2 separate regions of the Arabidopsis thaliana genome follow, and region 2 is linked to region 1. A link is a contact called in public capture Hi-C data. All regions are on one chromosome and are shown on one strand. The core of a region is the stretch at or near the end of the contact, and the rest is flanking DNA. Distances in the headings are between cores, read along the strand shown.

Region 1 (2,700 bases), core at 172-2,671:
ATATAAGAGAAATTGGTGGAAAATTATACGAAATTTAAATTTATTGTAAGTACTATTATTATTTGGTAATCGGAAGTTCTGATCCATAGGCATCATGTAAATACTACAATAGTTAAATACGACCACATCAAAACCAAATCCTAGGAAACACATGAGGTTATGATTTTAACCACCATACTCTTACTGGTAATAATTCACCACCGAGAAACCGGAGAGAACCTACAACCAGAAAGCACCTACATCGAATTTTGGAAGCAATAAAGATTACATTATGTATCAGAAATAATCGTTAATACATGTAACAATGAATTATTTGTTTCGAGTGCAAGGTTTATTTATCATGATTCACAGTATATCTAAAATAATAATTTTTTTGTTTAGATATATTAAGAGCTCCCTCTGGCAGTTTGATTTAAACCTAGAATTTGTAATTTGTATACTTCTGATTTCAAATTCATCCCTAAAACGGTAAAAATATATATTTCAACCCGAATGTTCAAAATAAAATTATATATGTATATATATTCCCAACCCTACATGCACTTAGATATTATTGAACAAATAAATTAAATAGAGTAAACAAAAGTTAATTACTGCGCGTCGGAGAGAAGCCTTGGCGTCCAAGTCTTACCACCGAAAATATGTCGACTTCCCATTTGCTTTAACTTAATTTGATAATATTATAAATATACTAACATTTTACTGACTCGAATACAATAATAGTGATTCCAGTAAATTATTAACTAATAAAGAATGGCAATGCTTTTTTTTTTTTAAGAATGACAATATTTCATAAGATTGGCAAGATGCAATTGTTTTTTCTATCGTGTGAATCTGAGAATCTCACTCACCGCCCAATCTATAACCCTGTTCAAGTTTAACTATTTCTAGTAGCACGTTAGAAAAGAGCTAAATATAGAAGACTTTATCGATGGGTTTTATCTTCAACAATATCTACGTAGGAATATATTTCCTGTAAAAGCATTTAGTCACGTTCCTTATTATTAATATCTTTTTAATTTCAGTGACCTAAATATTAGATTGTGGGCTTGACAATATCCCTAATACTAAATAGTAGTGTTTTCTCTACATATATTTTGTATTTTCATTTTAACGAAAAAAGAAATTTCATCAAAAGACTATAGCTTTTTCTTACATAAAGCATAACTTTATCTTGTACATTATAATCGTGAAATTGTTGAAACATTTCGAGTCAAGAATTAATTAAGTAAAACTACGACCCGTGATTCTTTTCTTCCTTTGTCGACAATCCATACGCGTGAATACGTGATTAGTCAAATGTAAAATGCAAAAAGAAAAAACATAAAACAGGACCATACCAATACCATATTCTCACTATACCAACTTCGATTTCATAAACCCAAATAAGAAAATAAAAACAAAAACTCCACGCTGTATTTCCATGTGTGCGAGATACAAGAATAGACTCGACATGCAAAATAAAAATAAATATGACCAAATAATCATATAATATCTTAGAATAAATAAATTAAAAAATCATAGTAACCATTTTATAAATTTCGTAACCTTTTCTCCGTCATCCCCCACATACCACTCCCTATAAATGCCAAGCAAAATAGCTTTCCTCGATAGTTCCTAAATCATAACTACAAAAACTTTTCCTTCTTCTTCCTCAACCTTTGCTTCAATCTTCAACAACTTTCTTTTTATAAAGATTTTGCAAGTTAAGTGTAAACCTACAAAAACCAAACATGGTGGTTTTGCCACAGCCAGTCACTTTAGATAACCACATCTCCCTAATCCCCACATACAAACCGGTTCCGGTTCTCACTTCCCATTCAATCCCCGTCGTCAACCTAGCCGATCCGGAAGCGAAAACCCGAATCGTAAAAGCCTGCGAGGAGTTCGGGTTCTTCAAGGTCGTAAACCACGGAGTCCGACCCGAACTCATGACTCGGTTAGAGCAGGAGGCTATTGGCTTCTTCGGCTTGCCTCAGTCTCTTAAAAACCGGGCCGGTCCACCTGAACCGTACGGTTATGGTAATAAACGGATTGGACCAAACGGTGACGTTGGTTGGATTGAGTATCTCCTCCTCAATGCTAATCCTCAGCTCTCCTCTCCTAAAACCTCCGCCGTTTTCCGTCAAACCCCTCAAATTTTCCGGTAATCTCAAAAAACAACGTTACATCACTTATTTTCACTTAAGATACTGTTAAAAACAAATCTTTGTTCTAAATAAATCATCACTCCTTTTCTTTATACATTTCAAGAAACAGAGCACTCTGTTTTGTTTTTTTCATCTTCTAGCTAGTACTACTTTTTTCTTCATTGAAACAATCTGACAGTTGTGAGTAAACAAATATAAACAGTGAGTCGGTGGAGGAGTACATGAAGGAGATTAAGGAAGTGTCGTACAAGGTGTTGGAGATGGTTGCCGAAGAACTAGGGATAGAGCCAAGGGACACTCTGAGTAAAATGCTGAGAGATGAGAAGAGTGACTCGTGCCTGAGACTAAACCATTATCCGGCGGCGGAGGAAGAGGCGGAGAAGATGGTGAAGGTGGGGTTTGGGGAACACACAGACCCACAGATAATCTCAGTGCTAAGATCTAATAACACGGCGGGTCTTCAAATCTGTGTGAAAGATGGAAGTTGGGTCGCTGTCCCTCCTGATCACTCTTCTTTCTTCATTAATGTTGGAGATGCTCTTCAGGTCCC
Region 2 (2,743 bases), core at 122-2,621, 88 kb after region 1:
TCTCTCGTTCAACTCCAACCAATAATTTAATTTTAAATGCAAAAATTCAATATATATTAAAATATTTTTAAAATCTAAGAAATCATTTTTTTCCAACAAAAAAAAATCAAATGAATAGGAAAAAAACAAGATTTTGTTCGTTCTAATTAATAAATTTATACAGTGATACTTAACAAAAAAAACTTTTAAAACCTTATATCTATTTCCGCTAAATTATGTAATTTGTCTTTTGTAAAAAGTATTGTGTAATATTTTGAATATTTATATTGCAGAATCGTTAAATTATGGAAGACTTTAGTGAAAAGAACATTAAAACTAAACTTCAATTCTTTTAGAATGACAGTTTTATATTTAGGGAAATTTGCAAGAATAACTAACAAAAACTTATAAATTAAGAAAGTAACACAAGGCAAAAATATCAGCTATACTCTCTATATTATATATAATAATGGCATATTTACTTCTTTCTCTCCACCTCATTCTAAGTCCCTCTTTCTCTTCTCTCTTTTTCATTTCTTTTTCTTTCTTCTCTCAATCTCTTCTCTTTTTCTTTTTTTTTGTATCACATAACAAACAAACGAAAATGACAAACTACAAAGTTGTATCTTAGGGTATAGTTTTTCTATACATCCAAAATAGTATAATACAACATTTTATTTCTATCCAAAATAGTACATGTTTTTACTTACAAACACTATTTACTATTTTATAAATTCAGATCCGATTTTAAGAATTCAAACTATTTTGTATGTACAAAAAAACATAGGGTTTTTTCTAAGAAATTTTATAACTGGAATTTATATTTTGGAAAAGATATAGCAAAAAAAAAACAAATAGGTGAAAACTAAAGTAAGTGTTACTAAATCATCTCACCTCCAATTCAACACTAAAATTGTCTTTTCCTTATCCTTACATGCTATTTTCTTAATTTCTATACATATGGTGCTATATTCTTAATTTGTTTATCAAATATGGTTATTCAGTTAAATCATCCTTATATTTATATATTAATTTTGTATTTAAAAAAATTAAAAACGAAATTTTACTAAAATAAAAATAGATCCAACTCCAAAATCTATTATATAATTTTAATTCATTTTTATGATATCACGGATTAAATAAGAACTTACAAAAATTTTAATATATCATAATTGGTAAAACATCTACATAATTGCGAAACTATTTATAATCAAGAGAACTTACAATTTCTTAAAATAGTAACAGTAGTTCGTAAAAAAAAAAACACCGACGCAATTGCGAAACTATTTTAATAATTAAGAGTTTTTTTTTTTTTCTCATAATCCATAATTAATTTCATAAACTCATGCAAAAATGAGATAATATCACATTTCATTAATAAAAATAAAAACACTTCTTTCTCTTTGCTCTCACTAAAAGACAAAAACAATCACGAGCCAACACCTCTTCATCTTCTCCAAATCAATCCATCAATGGAGTCTTCTCCCATCTCTCTCTCTTCCTCCTCAGATCTCACACTCTGAAAAATCCCCCAAAGCCATGTCTTACCTTCTTCGCTCCGATCCGGTTTCACGAATCCACCCAGAACCTCAATCTCTAACCTCTTTCGACCACTTCGATCTCCTCCCTGACTCTCTCCTCCTCTTAATCTTCGACAAAGTCGCCGACGTCAAAGATCTCGGCCGTTGCTGCATCGTATCTCGTAGATTCCACTCTCTCGTCCCTTTCGTTGAGAACGTTCTCGTCCGTGTTGATTGTGTTATCTCCGACGATGATTCCTCTTCCTCCGACGAGAATCATCGATTCTCTTTAAACACTGCATCGATCTCAGACGCCGGCGGTGCTGGTGGCTCCTTCTCCGCCTTGTTCCGTCTCGTATTCGCTCCAATTTTCAAACCGTTTCAAATGTTAGGGCAGATTCTAGGACCGAAACGATCGTCTTCTTCGTTCGATGCGTCGTTTTCAGCGATTAACGATGAGATCGGCGTAACGCATCACTCTCCGACTCAGGTATTGAAAAACTTCGGTGAGATTCGGTTTTTGAAAATCGAACTTCCTACAGGAGAATTAGGTATCGAGGATGGTATATTGTTGAAATGGAGAGCTGATTTTGGATCTACGCTTGATAATTGTATGATACTTGGAGCATCTTCGGTGATTCAGTCGAATTCAGTGAAGAATCATGAGAATTCGGTTGATGAAGACAATGGTAACATACCTGAGTCGTTTTACACTAATGGAGGGCTTAAGCTTCGTGTGGTTTGGACGATAAGCTCGTTAATCGCTGCGTCGGCTCGGCATTATCTTCTTCAACCGATTATCAATGAGCATAAGTCGTTAGATCGTTTGGTTTTATCTGATGCTGATGGGCAAGGTGTTTTGTGTATGAATAGAGAACAGCTTGAAGAGCTTAGAGTTACTCCTTTATCAGCTTCTTCTGCTTCGAAGAGGACGCTTGTGCCTGCGTTGAATATGAGGTTGTGGTATGCTCCGGAATTGGATTTACCTGATGGGACGGTGTTGAAAGGTGCGACATTGGTGGCTATTAGGCCGAGTGAGTCTAAGAAGGAAGTTTGTGATGCTTCTTGGTTGTCTGATGCTTTTGAGGAACCGTTTGGGACTGTGGCGAAGATGTTGATCAAGAGGAGGACTTATTGTTTGGAGATGAACTCGTTCTGATTTCGCATTATGACCGGTTTCAGGTAATAGTACATTGTGTCATTCTATGGTTTTGTATACTGCTCTGTTTGGATGTTTGAATTAG

What was found. Capture Hi-C pulls out chosen DNA fragments and counts their contacts.
Region 2: a contact with region 1 is called in a capture Hi-C map of shoot, with 2.2 times the contacts expected there. A contact is called at or near these places in 1 of 26 Hi-C or Micro-C datasets (callus) and 2 of 3 other capture datasets (seedling and shoot).

The regions. Positions count from the first base shown.
Region 1 is chr1:10,536,036-10,538,735 of TAIR10.1, forward strand. GA2OX2 (gibberellin 2-oxidase) reads left to right here and starts at 1,422. Exons shown (of 3, transcript NM_102743.3): 1 at 1,422-2,146; 2 at 2,353-2,695. The coding sequence starts at 1,734.
Region 2 is chr1:10,623,629-10,626,371 of TAIR10.1, forward strand. It overlaps AT1G30200 (F-box family protein), which reads left to right and starts at 1,372. Exons shown (of 2, transcript NM_202211.3): 1 at 1,372-2,681. The coding sequence starts at 1,519. The coding sequence ends at 2,658.